Linked DNA regions of Pan troglodytes: regions 1 and 2 are each linked to region 3. Evidence: chromatin contacts called from public HiChIP or PLAC-seq data. All regions are on one chromosome and are shown on one strand. The core of a region is the stretch at or near the end of the contact, and the rest is flanking DNA. Distances in the headings are between cores, read along the strand shown. Region 1 holds the start of SLC46A1 (solute carrier family 46 member 1). Region 2 holds the start of SARM1 (sterile alpha and TIR motif containing 1). Region 3 holds the start of UNC119 (unc-119 lipid binding chaperone).

The links. HiChIP or PLAC-seq counts read pairs in DNA pulled down with a chosen protein or histone mark.
Region 1: a contact with region 3 is called in an H3K4me3 HiChIP or PLAC-seq map of stem cell-derived excitatory neurons, with 3 times the contacts expected there. The contact joins the promoter of SLC46A1 here to the promoter of UNC119 in region 3. A contact is called at or near these places in 1 of 7 Hi-C or Micro-C datasets (stem cell-derived neural progenitor cells) and 1 of 1 datasets of contacts at active chromatin or transcription factors (stem cell-derived excitatory neurons).
Region 2: an H3K4me3 HiChIP or PLAC-seq map of stem cell-derived excitatory neurons shows a contact between it and region 3, with 3 times the contacts expected there. The contact joins the promoter of SARM1 here to the promoter of UNC119 in region 3. A contact is called at or near these places in 1 of 7 Hi-C or Micro-C datasets (stem cell-derived neural progenitor cells) and 1 of 1 datasets of contacts at active chromatin or transcription factors (stem cell-derived excitatory neurons).

What each region holds. Positions count from the first base shown.
Region 1 is chr19:39,176,855-39,179,879 of NHGRI_mPanTro3-v2.0_pri, reverse strand. SLC46A1 (solute carrier family 46 member 1) reads right to left here and starts at 1,775. Exons shown (of 5, transcript XM_016932193.4): 1 at 1,439-1,775; 2 at 169-1,021. The coding sequence starts at 1,666. LOC129137668 (a long non-coding RNA gene) reads left to right here and starts at 916. Exons shown (of 4, transcript XR_010152926.1): 1 at 916-1,004; 2 at 2,393-2,501.
Region 2 is chr19:39,211,807-39,214,615 of NHGRI_mPanTro3-v2.0_pri, reverse strand. SARM1 (sterile alpha and TIR motif containing 1) reads left to right here and starts at 1,322. Exons shown (of 9, transcript XM_003315537.7): 1 at 1,322-2,452. The coding sequence starts at 1,983. VTN (vitronectin) reads right to left here and starts at 404. Exons shown (of 8, transcript XM_001146856.6): 1 at 171-404; 2 at 1-77. The coding sequence starts at 234.
Region 3 is chr19:39,031,651-39,034,494 of NHGRI_mPanTro3-v2.0_pri, reverse strand. It overlaps UNC119 (unc-119 lipid binding chaperone), which reads right to left and starts at 1,361. Exons shown (of 5, transcript XM_001145903.8): 1 at 1,061-1,361. The coding sequence starts at 1,280. It overlaps PIGS (phosphatidylinositol glycan anchor biosynthesis class S), which reads right to left. Exons shown (of 12, transcript XM_511797.7): 12 at 2,110-2,844.

The DNA.
Region 1 (3,025 bases), core at 526-3,025, 140 kb before region 3:
GGCATTTTTGAGGGATTTCTTAGTTGTCTGTTCTCCAGTGCAGGCTGGGGGCATAACTATGTTTCCAAAGACACAGGAATGAACCACATCTGGGGGCAGCGAGTGGCCGGCCCCCAGTTCTTACCCAGTGCCTCTGGGACAAGCTGTCCCTGAGCCCACACACTTTACCTGTGAACATGAGAGGCGTGATAGTGGCAAAGGCAAAGACCACCATCCCCAGGATGTTGAAGGCCAGGCCGATCTCAGCTACCCAGGCATCGGCCAGGCAGTACTGCAGGAGCTTCAGGGCCAGCAGGCTGGTGAGGTAGGGGAGATGCTGAGCTGCAGAACCATAGCCGATTAGTTTGGAGTCCCAGCAGAGGGGTGTGCTTAGTTCATAAAGGGTTAAGATGTCCTGGGCCCCAAAGTGCACAGTGATCACCACGAAGATGGCCAGTGAGTAGAGGGCTAAATGTTTCCTGGACTTCTCTGGGGCGGGAGCCACATAGAGCTGGACAATGGATCGGTGGTGACGGAACGTGAAGAGCCGGGTGGACTTTGGCTCCTTTAAGGTCTCACCAAAGCAGAAAGCTGCATAGAGAGTCATGGCTATCAGCAAGGCCAAGGCCAGCCAGAAGGGGTTGGCATAACCCTGGGCCCGGAGCCAGTGGCCCCCGAGGAGGCTTGCCAGCATCCCAGCCACCCCGATGCTGGCTTCCAGCAGGGCCATCCGGAAGGTGCGGCTGCGGCTGGAGCTGACATCTGCCACGGACGCAAAGCTAGCAGCCAGAAGGCCACCGAAGTCGCCGAGGAGGGCACAAAGGATGCGACCCAGCACGAAGTAGCCGACGTGGAGCTGCAGCTGCACCACAAAAACGGACACTAGGGCCTGGAGCAGCAGGCCCAGCGAGGCCAGCACTAGCAGGGGGCGGCGGCCCACACTGTCGCTCCAAGCTCCCAGCAGGGTGGACGAGAAGAGCCCCACCAGGAAGCCGCCCACGTTCATGTAGAGGGTCCAGTGGGAGGTAAGGGTCTCCACTTCCTGTAGGGGCACAATGACCAGGGTGCGGTTCCTCACTCTGGGTTCCACAATCCCCAAATCCTCGCCATCCCGGGAGCTACAGGGATGAGGACTTCCTTTGGAGCCCTAAACCTCAGAGAATCTTAGCACAGCTTTCAAAATCTGCCAGTGGAGAGGGGGAAGGACATGGACCAAGGCCCCATTCCCTTTCCTTTCCCCCGCTTTTGTTAACCTGCAAGGCCAGACTTTAGCTCAGCTTTTCGCATCCCACCCGCTGAGGTTCTCGGTCAGGCCCCTTTGCTCTGGTCCCGCCCACCATCCAAAATGCACCCTCCCTCCAGTTACCCGCCACTACCATTACGCAGGCCCCGCCCCTCCGCTGCCCCCACGCTCCAGCCCAGGGCCCTCCACCTGCCAGGCTCCTCGCCGCCCCGCTACCTGCATGGTGGGGTCCGCGCTGCGGTTGCTGCAGCCCCCCCTTTGGCGGGTGCCATTGTAGCCGAGGTCGGCGCTGAAGCGGTGCCACAGATACTGCGTGGTGAGCGGGCCCTGCAGGACCAAGGCAAAGTTGGCCAGGAAGACCAGCGGCTCTACCGGGCCCCGGCACAGCACGGCAGCCGCAGGGCGGGCGCGGGGCTTTTCCGGGGGGCTCGCGCTCCCCTCCATGTGCGTGCGCGGCGGAGCTGTCGCCAGGCGGGCGGCGGGGCGCGCGAGCGACTCGCTGCCTGGGACCAGCGACGCGTGGCGTGGGGCTTGCGCTGTCTGCGCCTGCGCCCGGCGTCCCTCCTTAAATGTCCGGCGGGGAGGGGCCTGTGACCTGAGGCCACCGGACTCTCGCCGCGGGTGCACCTGGCTGGGCGTGGGCCAGCGAGGGGCCCGGCACCCCTAGCCCGCGGGATGACCTCACCCGTAAAGTGTGCGTAGACACCGCCCTGCAGCCCTCCCTCCCGGCCCAGACACACCACAGATAACAAGAATATCAACAATTAACATGTATTGACCACTTACTATGTGCTGGGCACGGTATTAAACCCTTTTTGTGCGTTGGTCTCCCGCTAACTCTACAGGCTAGCCAATATTAACCATCGCTATCTACCGCTGAGGAAACGAGGTCATCGGGTACTCAAGGCAGAGCTGGAAGAGCACATGACTCCTGATGCTGCTGATGTTCTGCGCTGTTAACAGAGAGGCAGCTGGAGAGGATCGGAGTGGGCTGAGCCCAGCTGCCTGGGTTGGAACACCTAGGCTCTGCCACTACCTTCGGCATGCCACTTACCACCCTGAGCCTCTGTTTTTTCATCTGTAAAATGGAGTTGCTAACAAAACATGTCTCAAAAAGTTGTGGAAAAGCAGTGTCTGGTATATTCAAAGTGCTATTATTGCTATTAACAGGCTGTCACGTCTGCGAGTGGTGGCTCACACCTGTAATCCCAGCACTTTGGGAGGCTGAGGCGCATGGATCGCTTGAACCCAGGAGTTCGAGACCAATCTGGGCAACACGGTAAAACCCTGTCTCTACAAAAAATACACAAAAATTAGCCAGGCGTAGTAGCAGATACCTGTAGTCCCAGGTACTCGGGTGGCTGAGGTGGGAGGATCAATTAAGCCCAGGAGGCAGAGGTTGCAGTGGGCTGAGATCGCACCACTGCACTCCAGCCTGGGTGACAGAGCAAGACCCTGTCTCAAAAAATATAAAATAAAAATAAAATAAAAAACAAGATGTCACTTGCTCCACTCCTGCCCTAGGATCTTTTCCTGGGAAACTAGTCTTGTTTCTGGGTTCAGGCAGGGCCTGGCTCTGCAGTTCCCTTAGAGAAGATGGGGGAGGGCCTGGGAGGTCCTTGGGTGTGAACCTATGCTCCTGGGTGGCTCCCATTATAGGAATTAGGCCAGAAGGCAGTCACCTGCTCTGCTGCTGAGGAGGTCAGACCCTGTCTGGGCCTCTGTTTTATTGCCTGTAAAAAGGAACAGCATTACCTGCCTTACTCCCCTATCTTTCATTCATTCAGCTCATTTACTGAGTGC
Region 2 (2,809 bases), core at 73-2,572, 180 kb before region 3:
GTAGTAAGAGCAGAGCTCGTCACACTGGCACTTCTTGTCCGCGTTGAAGCCCTCAGTGCAGCGGCCCTTGCATGACTCTATGAGGAAGGAGTGTCAGTCGGTGCCACCAAGCCCAGACCACCCTCGCCCTCCCTACACTGACCCAGATGGCCACCAACACTCCCCTGTACCTTGGTCAGCCAGAGCAACCCATGCCAGCAGGGCCAGTATGAGAAGGGGTCTCAGGGGTGCCATGGCAGGGCTTCTAGCTCAGTGCCTGGCAAGCTGGGCTCTGGTCTCCCTGAAGTCTCTGCTCTGATGCCTGAGGAAGGGAGGGAGAGGCAGAGACAGGGAAGGAGGGCACTGGAGAAGAGGAACTGCCTTTTCTGCTGCTCTGTTTGCTCAACCTCCAGCCCATCCCCTCTGCCCCCTCCAGCGGCTGCTGCAGCAAAGGTCACATTCCTGGAACACTGGGCCTGGGAGAGCTGGGAGATAAGACCTTTGCCAAGCTCAGAATCATTAGGTCATCAGAAGGGGAATTAGCACCGTGGGTCTGGAGGGCAGAAAGAAGGCTCATTGGGCAACAGCTTTATCTCTCTGAGTCTTAGTTCATTTTCAGTAAAATAGGATTAACAAAGCCTTGCTTCATGGGGTGTTGGGAGATTACATGAACTGGAACAGACAAAATGCCCAGTAGCTGGAGCAGCCACAAATTCCTTCTCCAAACATAGATATTGATCCATGATTGTTTGATCAGACACATCCCTGGCTGGGTGCTCATTCGCCATTATTTATTTAGGGCAGGAAAAAGGGAGTGGGAGGAGAGATTGTAAGCACTCCGGGGAATTTTATTTTTTAGCATAAAAGAACAAAGTTTCATTTCTGGGTTCTTCTCTTGGGTGCATCAATCTCCCCAGGCTGGAAATTTGGGTAAATATCAACCCACTGGACTGGATTTAATTTCTGAGTCTTTTCTGAGCCACTCCCTGTCCCCAGCCTCAGTCTCCCCATCTGTAAAGAGTGGGCTTGTTCAACACACTTTTAGACTCTCAAGAGAAATATGATCCCTCTACCTGGAAAATGCCCACTGGCATGAAACACCTGATTTTGTGCCCAATTTCAGGTGTCCACAGAACTTCTGAAATCCTCCCATCACCTGAAAAAAGTGATCCTGAGATTTTAGCTGACTTTTTCTGTTCTGTAATCAGAGGGGACTGTGATTTGGGCCAATTTCTTCCTCATGGGCTTCAGTGGAGTCAGCTGTGGAATGGAACATCAATTCCCACCCCATAGGCATGTTGTGAGGTTTCGCTGAGAAACAGCCATAAAAGGGCCTTAAGAGTTATGATGATTGTTTTAACCACTTAGTAGGGAGGGGGCATCCAGCGGTGTTGCTCCCACGTACCGATGTCACGTGGGGCGGGGAGGCGGGGCGGAGAACGGAGAGCGTCCTCTTATTCTCCACCCCCTTTCTCCAAGTCCAGCGTAGGGGGTGGCGGCTGCGACTGACCGAGGGGCTAGGGAAGGCTGGCCAGGGGCGTGGGCGTGGCTGGGGACGGCTTGGGGGTGGGGCTGCGCAGGAGGCTGGAGGAGCCCCGCGGGACCCAGAGGCGGGGCGTCGGCCCGGGGACCGCTGCTGCTCCGGGGCGTGGCTGCTGCCGAGCATCTCCCAGCTCAGCAGAGCCCGTGCCCAGGCCACGCTTTGTTCCAGCCGCCGCCTCCTCTACCCTCCGGCGTCCGGAGCCATCCCTCGCCTGCTCGCTCTCTCCTTTCGCCCACTCCCTGCATCTGGGCCTGCATCACCTTTGCCAACCGCTCCCCCGATCCTGCCGACACTCCTCCCCCAAACTTCTGACCGGCACCCTTGCCTGGTACCCTTCTCTCCATTCCTCCCCCTCCATCTTCTTTCCCCGACCCCTCTCGGGTCCCTCTTTTCCCAAAACCCGGGTCTCTCCGCGTGGCCCCGCCTCCAGGCCGGGGATGTCCCCCGCGGCCCCGCGCCCATGGTCCTGACGCTGCTCCTCTCCGCCTACAAGCTGTGTCGCTTCTTCGCCATGTCGGGCCCACGGCCGGGCGCCGAGCGGCTGGCGGTGCCTGGGCCAGATGGGGGCGGTGGCACGGGCCCATGGTGGGCTGCGGGTGGCCGCGGGCCCCGCGAAGTGTCGCCGGGGGCAGGCACCGAGGTGCAGGACGCCCTGGAGCGCGCGCTGCCGGAGCTGCAGCAGGCCTTGTCCGCGCTGAAGCAGGCGGGCGGCGCGCGGGCCGTGGGCGCCGGCCTGGCCGAGGTCTTCCAACTGGTGGAGGAGGCCTGGCTGCTGCCGGCCGTGGGCCGCGAGGTAGCCCAGGGTCTGTGCGACGCCATCCGCCTCGATGGCGGCCTCGACCTGCTGTTGCGGCTGCTGCAGGCGCCGGAGTTGGAGACGCGTGTGCAGGCCGCGCGCCTGCTGGAGCAGATCCTGGTGGCTGAGAACCGGTGAGCGCGCCAGGCCGGGGTTGGGAGAGCGCCGCGTGGTGTGGACAGTTAAGCGCCTGCGTTCCCGTGTGCCTTGCGCCGTGCCTTTGCCTCCCTCACCTCTCTGACTGCCTGCACTACATCTCTGTTAGGGGTCAGCCTGTCTGTTTCACAGATAAGGAAACTGAGGCTTGGGAAAGTTTAGTGACTTGCTCAGTGGGTCACAGTGAACTAAGATTTGCTCCCAGGGCTAGTGGGGTGAGGAATGGAGTTACAGGACAGGAGTCCGTCCCTGGGTCTATGGATGGAGATGGCATCCTATTGCCAATTCTCCCTCTCCCCCGCCCCCCAAGCCCACAGCTCTCCTTCCCACCGGCT
Region 3 (2,844 bases), core at 112-2,611:
GGCCAAGGGGGAGAGCCACTGTCTCTCCATGCACCTTTCATCCTTTGAGGCTCATCCAAAGCCTCTGCTATGAGGTTTCCTAGCCCTCGTTCCCTGCCTATGATGACCCCCTCCCCTGCCCTGAAAGCCAAGTTGTTTGACTCCAGGCAGCAGCTATGAGCAGCCCTGTAGGGCCCAAAAATACTACTGATCAAAGAGCCCAATGTACACAGCATGCATAGATGCCAAGCACTGTACAGAATCAGAGGACTTATCTTCACAATAATCTTACGAGATAGGTATCATTATCCCCATTTTACAGATGAAAAGACATGCTCAGAGAGGTGAGGTTACTTGCCCAAGGTCACACAGACAATTATATGGCAGAGTTGGAACTCCAACCCAGGCAGTCCAGCTCAGAAACTCTTAACCACAGTGGAGACCAAGCCTCCCTTGATGACAGAGCCTCCAGAAGAGGACAGGTGCTAGTCCAGGCTTGGAGGGACATTATGCCACTCCCCATGAGAGGAACCACAGCCAACACACTAAAGCTGCCTGCTCAGTTTCTTTCCCGGGGAAGAAAATGGCCCAAGTCTTCCTGGAGGATCAGGGTGAGGGTATTAATGGTTGGGGAGACATGAAGAGTCTGAATGCCTCCCAAGTAACTCAGCCTCCACCTAGCCTCCAGCGTGGGGGCTGAGGACAGGCTGCACTCAGCCCCTCTCCTCATTAGTGCAGGGACGGGCCTCAAAGCGCTCTGGAGACTCCACAGCTACAGGGCTATGGTTGCAGCTGCTGCCGCACGTACCTCCACGCTGGGAAAAGGGGACGGGCCCCTGGAAAAGGAAGGAATAAATCTCGAAAGGGAGAAGAAGGAGGCACAGAGAGAGATCAAGGGAAGGGGGTACACAGAGATCTCAGACCTGGCGGCAGAAGGGAGAGCAGGGGACACAGGAGAGGGGACTCGGTGGGGGAGGGGAGGCGGGAAAGGGGGCGGGGGCCAGGGCTTGGCGCGCCGGGAGGGCCCCTCGCACCCTCTCCCCTTCCCACCCGCGGGCGGCGCTCCCTAGCGGGTGCTCACCACCGGTGATCCGCTGCAGCCCCAGCACGTCCTCCGGCCCGATCGGCTGCTTCCTCTGCAGCGGCCCCGGCCTGGGCCCTGGGCCTGCGTCCGGCTCCGACTCGGACCCAGATTCGGATTCCGCAGGCGGCTGTGGTATGGGGGCCACGCTCGGGCCCGAGGGCCCCGGAGCGGGCTCCGTCCCCGTCCCGGCCCCACCGCCGCCCTTCTTCACCTTCATGGCCTTGCGGGGCCGCGGCTCGCCTGCTGCTGCCGCCGCTGCCTGCGCCGGCTGGAGCCGGGGGAAGGGGGAGCATCCGCAGCCCCGCCCCCGGCCGGGGCCCCAGGTACTGCCCCGCCCCGGCCCCGCCCCTGGGGTGGGCCCTGCGCTGATCCCGCCCGCCGCCCGGCCCAACCCTCCCGAAATGCGGCGGACGCAGGGGATGGGAGTCGGGGTATCCTGCCCTGGGCTTCATTCTGTTTTTCTAACACTTTCTTGTACTGGTACTAGTGGGGTCCTGACTACCTCTCCGCTTACTCATGGTGTTCCAGCCTTTCTGCCCGTGAGTTCCAGGCTCAGGGTCTCTGCTTGGATGGTCTTCCCCAGATGGCCTCTTTTCTCCTAGTTACAGCTCAAATGTCATCTGCTCAAAGGGCCTCCCTCACACCCAGTCTGAAGTCCTTCCCCCTCAGTCACTATCTGACCAGCCTGTTTTTGTCTTTCTAATGCATTATGTGAAATTATTTTTATTTGTCCGCTGACTCTTCCCCCTGAAAGCTCAGCTCTGTGAAAGCACTGGTCCTGCCTACTTTGTTCTCTGTAGGACCCCTGTACCTAGCAGAAGGCTCCCTGCAGCTGGTGCTCAAGACTTTTTTTTTTTTTTTTTTTTTTTTTTTTTTGACCTGATGAATTAGTATCTCAGGTAAAAAGCAGATGCTAACAGCCTTGGGCAATCCAGCTAGGAAGGGCACATGGCCACGTGGAAGCAAAGTGGACCTGTGGGCACAGGAGGACAAACACCAGGAAACTTACTTATTACGCGTGAATGCAGAAAGAGTAGAGCTCAGACTTTGTATCATTCCAATTCATATTCAGTCAGTATTTATTAAGAGCCTACTATACGCCAGACACTTTACATGCTGATCACATTTAATCCTCACAACCATCTTGTAAGGGAGACATCATCAGTGCCATTTGAACAAATGAAAAACTGAGGCTCAGAGAGATTCAATACCTTATCCAAAGCTCTCCAGACAATAAGTGCAAAAACAAGGATTTGAATTCAGGACTGTTTGATTCCAAATCTGGAACTTTCTGGAACCTCTCTCACACACACACACACACACACACACACACACACACACACACACACACAAAAAACACCATGTCCTGAGCTGCTGCCTCCTGGACTCCCGCCAGACTGTACCTGACAGACAAAGCCAACTAGGAGGGAGGGGAGTGAGGGAGAAGGTCCCACAGGTGACCAATGCCTGGCCCCTTCATGACAGCAGGGGCTAGGGCTGTCCCACAGGGACTAGAGAGAGGTGTGGAAGGGAGGGACTTTCCCATAATGCTCCCTCCTCTCAGTGCACAAGTGTGCTATGTTGAGAAATGGGGCAAAAGAACAAACAGTCCTTGCCACAGAGGGAGATAGGCAGCAGCCTTATCAAACAAGATAAGGAGACCCGGATGATGTGCCTTTTGAGGCCCCTGGTGGTGGAGGAGGATTGAGCCAGGTGAATGGGAAAGGAAGAAAAGATGAACCCATCTTGGAGTGTTGTACTTTGGTTGCTGGAGAGCCAAC